Regions from separate parts of the Cricetulus griseus genome. Here region 2 is linked to region 1. Evidence: chromatin contacts called from public Hi-C data. All regions are on one chromosome and are shown on one strand. Each heading gives the region's core, a stretch centred on a gene start, on an enhancer-like site or on the middle of the called end of the contact. The rest is flanking DNA. Distances are from core to core; before and after follow the strand shown.

The links. A called contact is a pair of places that touch in the nucleus more often than the background predicts.
Region 2: a contact with region 1 is called in a Hi-C map of the CHL-YN cell line, with 6 times the contacts expected there. The contact joins two enhancer-like sites. A contact is called at or near these places in 6 of 8 Hi-C or Micro-C datasets (the CHK-Q cell line, the CHL-YN cell line, the CHO-K1 cell line and 2 more).

The regions. Positions count from the first base shown.
Region 1 is chr4:154,918,807-154,923,257 of CriGri-PICRH-1.0, forward strand. It overlaps Oaf (out at first protein homolog), which reads right to left. Exons shown (of 4, transcript XM_027411896.2): 2 at 1,574-1,708; 3 at 1,126-1,306. Among named protein-coding and RNA genes, the nearest start is that of Oaf, 16 kb to the right of the region's middle. Within about 2 kb of position 2,340, at least 1 of the 6 cell types and tissues checked has open chromatin away from gene starts, as enhancers often do.
Region 2 is chr4:154,967,962-154,972,412 of CriGri-PICRH-1.0, forward strand. No RefSeq gene overlaps it. Among named protein-coding and RNA genes, the nearest start is that of Oaf, 33 kb to the left of the region's middle. Within about 2 kb of position 2,195, at least 1 of the 6 cell types and tissues checked has open chromatin away from gene starts, as enhancers often do.

The DNA.
Region 1 (4,451 bases), core at 1,090-3,589:
GGAACATCTATCTATAGCCCAGGACAGCCTTCTCTCCTGTCACCCCTCCCAAGGCTGCCCTGGGGGAGGACACAGAGGTAAGACCCGGGTCTAAAGCAAGGTGACACTATATCACAGTCGTCCTCATCCACGGAGTCTCAATTTGTGCCAGGGAATCAAAATTGGTTCAGAGAAGTTTACTGATATGGCTGGGGTCATACAATGAAAGGGGGGGGGGTCAGGGCCCAAATCAGGCCTGTCTGATTTCACAGTCTACACTGGGCCATGTGGCCATTAGAGCTTTAAGTAAAACTACCTGAAGGATGTGGGCAGGGCAGGGATGGGACAACAGAAGCAGAGTGGGTCTGGATATGAGAAGAGCATGTATGAGGAGTGCTGGGGCAGGTGACATGGCCTGGCCAGGGCTATGTTTAGTGGACCATGAGAAGGAACAGCCTCTGGGGATGCCAGGGTCAGGTCAGTACCTTCATTTAGAGGGTGGTCAGTTGGAGACAGGTGTGTTATAGGCCTGGCCACAAAGTTCAGCCCTCCCTGCCTTGAGAAGGACAGGCTTCTCTATGTGCAGCTGACTGAGCAGAAGGCCCAGGAGCAATGAATCTCCCTGTCCCTTCTACACATAGGACCTGACAGTTTGTAGCAAAGGGACCTGGAGAAGGGCCAGCAGAGTGGCAGAGGGGCCCTGCAGAGCTGGGAGGAGGCCCTGAGGGTTCTGGGAGCAATGCTGGCACCAGGGATGGTGAGATACTGTCTTCAGAGAGGTGCCAGCAGACATGATAGCAGGAACATCTGTGTCCTCACTATGGATAGTGACAAGAATGTTGAGAAGTCTCCTTTCACAGGACCTGGCAGGCTGTCTTCTCATTCTAGCTGCATAGACACCACCTCCTCCAGAAGTCTTCCTGACATATCACAGCCTCCCCTGAGAATACCTGTCACTCATGACTGCACGCTCACACTTTACTGGTGCTGAACAGATCTAACCACTACCAGCTACAGCAACTAGTTGTCCACACTGGGTGTGTCTGTGTGGTCCATCCCTGAAGGGACTCAGTAACTCTCTCCTGAACATAAACAATCACTCAAAGTGTTTTCCCCTCTTCCCACGGAGGGTAGCCCCCAGCTGACCTCGCTCCATCCAGAACTGGACATCTTCCTGGCGGGTGTAGATGGCATCAGTGGCCTCAGCGCAGACATTGTGGAGATGAGGACTCAGCAGGCCCCCCTGGCTGAAGTTCACAGCGATGTCCATGTGGAGCTGTTCCAGACCCCGCACTTCTTCAGCCTGCCGCACTGCGCGGGGGTTTTTCTGTAGGGGCAAGATGTTCAGAGTATCTCCTACCTCCATCCCAAAAGAGGCGGGACCTGGTCAGCAGCTCCAGGTCACCTGAGAGTTGGGGCTCAGTACAGATTAGCGATCTGGGGCTCTGTAGTCAGTTTGGCCTGGGGCCAAATCAGGGGATCAGGACTGTCAAGCAACTGTGAGGAGGAAGAACGTGGTGGGAGGGCAGGGTGACCGCAGGGGTGGGGGCTCTGGGTCAGGGCCTGGCCAGGCAAGCCTGGGGTAGGTGCTCACCTGCCGGAGCTTGGCCATGGCCTCACTGGGGATGATCTCATTGTGGTGCAGCCGGGTGACAAAGCAGAGCCCCTGGAACTGACTCTGCCCCTTCTCCAGCTCCCCTAGGATCAGGGCTCGGAAGATCTTCACATCCTGAAGGGGAAGGGAGGGAGAATAGAGACCAGCTGGAGGGAGGGGCTCCAGCTAGCCCTGGAGAGGACAGGCCTGGACGCTGCCCCAGTGCCTTCCCTAAAGACACCTCCTTCCCCTACCCTAGGAAACTGCTTATCTTTTCCATTTACACCCGTGACTTCAAAGATCATACCCCAAATATTTCCACAGCTCTCTGGAAAACTGACCAAGTGAACCACTGGAGAGGTTTTCAAAAGAACCCTTTGACCAGACAGACCTTCGTCTCAAAAAGACGGCACCTGTTTTTGACACTGATTATTTCCCCCAGGGGGGGACCCCAGTGTCCTTATTCAGAGTGGGTCAGGGCCCCCGAGACCACTGGGCAGAGCACCATAGAGAGGGACTATAGTTTTTACAAGCACCCATTCCAGATCGTTTTCTCTGTTACTCTGTAGCTTTGGGGAGAAGGCCTCAGAACATCCCTGGGTATTCCGCAGTCAGCCTGTCATCCACCCTCCCCCCACTCCATCAGGGACTGTGGGGCGGAAGCAGCCTGTTGCAGCTGCTGCTGCCTCCCAAGGCTGGAATGCCTTACCTTTTCCCTTCCCTCTCCACTTCCCCTTTCCCCATGGGGTACTCATGGCATGACCAATGGGCCAACAGCTCCTTCCTGCTCTGATTCACTGCATGCATGGGGGCAGCTGGAGCAGGAAGAGGGAACAGAGCCTCAGGATACCATTTGCAGTCTGGTTGCAGCTAGAACCCTCTACTATGTCCTTCTGCACCCCACCCTGCCCCCCCCCAACCCCAAGCACCTTGCACTTCTCACCTATTACATTTCTAGCTCTGCTCCTGGGGAGAAGGAAGTTAGTAGGCCCCAGTATAAAGATGATGGGCACCTGTCCCATATCACCGGTGACATTTGCTGGTGGTTACAACGATGACAGCAACCTCTGCTTATGGTGCTAAGCACTCTTTCCCTCCATATCATGAGCTCCACACTAACCTGCCAGGTACACCAGCTGTCCCCTGTCACAGTGAAGTCTGGAAAAGCCTGGGGCAGCCAATATGTCCAGCCTAGTGGTGGAACCATCCGCCCCTCCCAGCCTGTATCTATAGTGTTTCTCTATGTAGCTCTGGCTGTCTCAGAACTCACTGTGTAGACCAGACTCAGTGTTCCATCTGCCTCTGCCTCCCAGGTGTGCCACCACACTGGCTAATCATCTTCTAAATGTTTGTGGATTTCACTCATACTATAACTCTATGATTTAGATCTATAATGGGATCCCTCTTGTACCTTTACTAGAAATGACTTTATATAATGACTTTATTTTAAATGTAACAACAGGGATGGGAATATGGAGGGCAGTTTGCTAGAAGACAGAAATCGAGGCTCAGCTGGGGAGAAAGGTTCCATGAGGCTCCTTCTCACCCAGAACCTTGGAAGGAAGCTGAGTCAGCTTGGCTTCACTCCCACTTCCTCTAGACAGGAAATCCCTTCTTGGGTCACCGTGCTGGCATCTCCTTGTCCTGCCAGCCTGGGCCATCTGATCTTTCATCCCATTCAGGTCGGCCAAGGGGACACTGGAGGCTGATCTGCTAGTGGCAGCTCCCATTCCAGGAACAGTTCCTGTCAGGTGGGAATCGACACAAGATCTCCCCCTCTGAGAGTCTGAGTCAGGCAGTACCTGGGAGGAGCTTCGCACAGGATCCAAAGTCCACCTCACTGGTATTTTCTGCTCTAACCCTTGTGGGAAGGCTATCTGGATACAGCTGTCTTCTCTATGACATGACACATGTACTAACTACAGGGTGGTCTCAGGGCTGCTGAGAGGCTCAGTGAGCAGCCATGCCACCTGCCTGCCATCAGCAGTGGAAGGCATTGAACATTTACGACCAGACCAGAGTCTGGAAGAGCTCTGCTTGAGGAGCTGATAAGATGGCTCAGTGATAAAGTGTTGGTCCTCAAGTGTGAGGACCTGAGTTCAGTTACCAGCACCCATGTAAAGAGAGGGTGTGCAAAGGATGCACATTCATACAACAAGAACATCTGTTCAACTATGTTCATAGCAGCGTTGTTTGTAATAGCCAGAACCTGGAAGCAACCTAGATGTCCCTCAACTGCAGAATGGATAAAAAAAATGTAGTACATTTACACAATGGAGAATTCATCAGAAAAACAAAACAAACAAACAAACAATGGAATCTTAAATTCACAGGCAAATGGATGGAACTAGAAGAAACCATCCCGAGTGAGGCAACCCAGTCACAAAAAGACAAACATGGTATGTACTCACTCATATATGGATATCAGACATAGAGTAAAGGATTACCAGCCCACAATCCACACCACCAGAGAAGCTAGGAAGCAAGGAGGACTCTAAGAGAGACATACATAGTCCCCCGGAGAAGGGGAAAGGGACAAGATCTCCTGAGCAAATTGGGAGCATGGGGGAGGGCAGAGGGAATTAAGAGAAAGAGAAGGGAAGAAGAGGAGGGGAGAGTAGGACATGAGACAGCAGGAAGATGGAGTGGGGGGGAGAATAGAGGAGAGTAAGCAAAGAGATACCATAATAGAGGGAGCCATTATAGGTTTAAAGAGAAACCAGGCACTAGGGAAATGTCCAGAGATCTACAAGGAGGACCCCAACTAAGAATCTAAGCAATAGTGGAAAGGCTACCTTAAATGCCCTTCTCCAATAATGAGACTGATGACTACCTTACATGCCATCCCAGAGCCTTCATCCAGTAGCCAATGGAAGCA
Region 2 (4,451 bases), core at 945-3,444, 49 kb after region 1:
ACCGATAGCCAACCCCAGAGGTCATCACAGTGAGCCCCCTGCTTCCAGGCCAGACTCTACCTAAGCCCCTTCAAACAGTTGAGCAGCCAGCATCATCCCCATTTCAAAGATGTTACACCATTTCTTGCCTGCGGTTCTAAGGTTTTGACCACCCCTACTGGGGAGAGCTCTTTATGGCTCAAAGGGCTCTCCCACTGCTTTCTAGTAAGCATAGACATGAGAGTACCATGGATAAAGATACTGGGGCTTCAAAGACGGCTGTGAGTTTGTGTTCACTCCACCCACTGGTGGTCCCCAGGTTGTGGGTTTGTAGGGATAAAGAAGCTTTTACTGGGAAGGCTGGCTAAGTCTGGCTAGTTTAGGGAAAGACATGGTAAGCCTTGAACTCAACAGCTTAAGGGACAGCTGCCTTCACATCAGAAAGAGGAGAACCAGAGCGATGACTTTGTGGGGGCTTGCCACCAAGCCTAACCACCTGAGTTTGATCCTGGGAACCCACTGGGGAAAGAAAGAACCAGTTCCCACAAGTTTGCCCTGTGACCTTAACATGTTTGTCCTGGTACACACACACACACACACACACACACACACACACACACACACACACACACACAAAATTTAAAAAACACAGAGAGGGTCTCAATTCCAAAGTACAAGCAAGCAGCCTTCTATCCTTTGAACAACCAGTCTCCCACACTGCTCCTATCCCCACCCCCATGGGCTCCTCCAGCCCCACAACCTGCTTTCTGCCTGTCCTGACTTCCACACTGTGGTCGGCCCCAGTGTGAATGAACAGTGGTTCTTCTCTGCTGAGGGCAGGGACCATGGCTTCTTTGTCTACAGCCTAGGTTTTGTCCCAAAGCAGGCACTATTTCATGTCTGAATGCCAAATGGGAAGAACCCTGGTGAGGTGAGAGATCTGGGGATACCTCAGATCAAGGTACCTCAAGGAACATGGTTTGGGGATACTGATTCTAGTCTGTTGGTGGAGGCCAGCCTGCTTAGCCCTGTCTTTAGTAGCTATCCCCTGTCCACCTTCTGGAAGACCTCATTTCCATCTTCAGCATTCCAAAATACATAGTGATCCTCAGAGGCACTGAAGGGGCTGGAGAGATGGCTCAGTGGTTAAGAACACTGACTGCTTTTCCAGAGGGCCCAGGTTCACTTCCCAGTATCTGTATGGCAGCTCACAACTTATAACTCCAGCTCCAGAGGATCTGACACCTTCACACCAATGCACATAAAATAAAGTTAAATAAAAAAAATTAAAAAGAGAAAACGGTCTAGAAGAAATTGCTTGAACGCCAAGACTACCATGCCTCCTCTTCTGCCACCCCACAGTGTCGTGTTTAAATGGTCAAGTTATCTGAGGTCTGGCTGCCCTGGAAGGGAGTCAGACTTGGGTCTGCTCTTCAGATGTTCTCTGTGACCTTGAAAAGTCTCCTCACCTCTGTGTTCCTCTCCCCTGCTTCTTAAAAAGTAACAAAGGGGGGGGGGGGTTGGAGAGATGGCTCAGCGGTTAAGAGCACTGACTGTTCTTCCAGAGGTCCTGAGTTCAATTCCCGGCAACCACATGGTGGCTGAATGAGATCTGGTGCCCTCTGCTGGCATGCAGACAGAAGACTGTATACATAATAAATAAATAAAATAATAAAAAAAAAAGTAACAAAGGATGCTCACTTCTGAGCTGTCACTGTCCAGAAAAGGATGTCATGAAGCTGGGAATGCAATCCTGTCCCTGCCTGCATCAAGGCGAGCATGTTGGGGAACTCAGTGTATTGATGTTGGCCTGTGCACTACAGAATTTCCAGGATGACTCCATCACAGCCTTGAAGGGAGAGTTGGTGTGTGTGTGTGGATTGCAGAGGTGAAAAGCAGCTAAGAGGAGGAAGTGACTCAGCAGGGGGCTAAGAAAGGCCAACCTCCCTCCCAGGACAACTTGCTCTGTGCTTTATACTAGCCTGGTTCCTTTTATCCCAGCATCTCAAAGCCCCTTTCAAGCTAGAAGCGGCCCTGGCCCTGGGAGTTGGGTCATTATCTCAATTAACTGGAGAAAGCTGGGGAGGAGGCTGGCGGGTGGGGTTAACTTTCCTCAGAATTCTGCCTGGAGGTTGGTGCCCAGGGCTGCCAGGGTTTCCCTGCCCCAGACTTCGGCATTAAGCACTGCATGCTGAAGGACTGTGGGGCAGGAGGGAGAGTGGCAGTCACTTTGTCCTGCCTGTCTTCAGTTAGCCTGCAGGGCTGAGGTTTCCCAGGGAGCAGTCCCATGGTTACTGTTGAGAGCCATGGCCAGGCTTGGAGAGAGGTTCACACGGTGAGGAGTGAGTGAGTGAGTCTAGGTGTAGACCCTGCCACATTTGTGGATACCTTCCATCCTGGATCGGAACATGACAAGGCCCAGCCTTGGGTTCCCTGAGCTGGATCAGTCAGTGAACTGCATTAAGTTTCTCTTGCCTTTACTGTCATCAACCAATAACCATAACCTCTGGGCTCTGGGTACCCGACCTGGGGCAATCAGTACAGCGCATGCTTGGAAACTGCCTTGCTGCGCAATCTCGAGTTATTCTTTTAACTTATCTGGATTTCAGTTGCCTGGAAAGGTCTACTTTGAGTCTAGAGGAAGTGGCTTCCACAGCACTGCTTGGGAGAAGGAGTGGCAGAGCGTTCAGGATGATGGAGCCTTCACTTCTCCCAGGGAACAGGACACAGATGACATGCAGTGATCATGGGTCACAAAGGCAGGCATAGGACCTAGGCTACCACAAGAGACCTTCAAAGGGAGCGTGTCCCTGTCTTTCTATGCTTGGTGAGGCTGCCTCACTTCTGCTGAGTCAGGGCACAAAAGGTACCTGAGCTCTTGATGTCAGTGTGCTGGTGGGGTGCCCTGGAGAAGCAGGGGCAAAGACAGTCCCAGATGTTGCACAAGGATAAGCTGGGGGTGGAGAAGGTCCATTTTAATGACGATGATGATGAGGTGACTGGACCCAAGATAGCCACCCGCCCCCGTGCTGCTCCACGCTGCAGGATCAAAGTCACCCTGTTCTCTATGCCCTAGGATCAGGTAACAGTGCTGGGCCCACTAACACGCCAGCTTCTCACGGGAGCCTGCTTGATGTAGCTGACTTGGTTTTCCTCAAGCCCAGCTCACCGCCCCCACTTGTTTCTGAAGAAGCTGGATCCAGCCCTGTTTGCTCCCTACGCCTCCAGCTTGGGTTGCTGACTCAGTCTGCTGTGCTGCATTGATGTCCAGGGCGCCTCTGGCTGCAGACTGTCCACCTCATTAATGCCAGGCTTCTTGCTGGCCCTTGGCGGGGCTCTTCCATCTCAGCCCCTTTGTCCTGCTCTCTTTGGCTTTCCACTAAGCTGGGCTGACCTATTCAATGACCTCAGTATCTGACCTTTGATTTTGCCCTTAGCCTTCACATGGGTCAGTGAAATGTGTGTTAGAGGCCTTGTCCTGTCTGTATCCTAGCCCTTTGGATTTATTTTGTTTATTTACTTATCTATTTGTTTACCTATTTCTTTAGTGTGTGCATGTGTTCATACACTCGACAATGTGTATGTGTGTGTGTACTTATGTGTGCAGGTGTGTGTAGAGGGAACAGATTGACATCTGGTCTATTCCTCAGTTGCTTTCTACATTACTTCTTTATTATTTTGTTTGTTTGTTTGGTTTTTGGTTTTTAGAGATAGGATTTCTCTGTGTAACAGTTCTGGCTGTTCTAGAACTTACTTTGTAAGCCAGGTTGGCCTTGAACTCCCAAGTGCTGGGATTAAAGGAGTGCTTCTTTATTTTTATTATTTGTGTGAATGTGTGTGTGAGTGTGTGTGAGAGAGAGTGTGTGTGTGTGTGAGAAAGAGATTGAGAGAGAGAGTGTGCGTGTGTTTGTGTGTGTGTGAGATAGATAGATAGAGAGAGAGAGAGAGAGAGAGAGAGAGAGAGAGAGTGTGTGAGTAAAATCCAGATGACAACTTATAGTCAGTTCTTTCCTTCCACTATATGGTCTCAGGATCGAACTCAGGTTGTCAGCCTTGGTAGCAAGTGTCTTTACCCACTGAACTGTCTGGCCAGTTCCACCTTAATTTTTGAGGCAGGGTCTCTCACTGAATTTGGAACTCACTGATTTGGCTAGATTTTCTGGGCAGCAGGACTCTGACATCCTTCTATCTCTGCCTCCTCGGCACTGGGAAGGGTTACAGGTGTGTGACACTGTGGCAAGCATTATAACAACTGAGCTATATCTCCAGCCTTAATTTTCTTTTTCTATTTTTTTTTTGAGACAGAGTCTTAGGTATTGCAGGCAGGCCTTGTACCCATCACAGTCCTCTTACCTCTACCTCCCAAGTCCTGGGAGGCATTATATGCACATAGCACCTTGCCTTGCTTGTGTGGTACAAGGGATAGAACCCTGAGTTCCACGCATGCTAGGTAGACACTCTACCAACTGGGC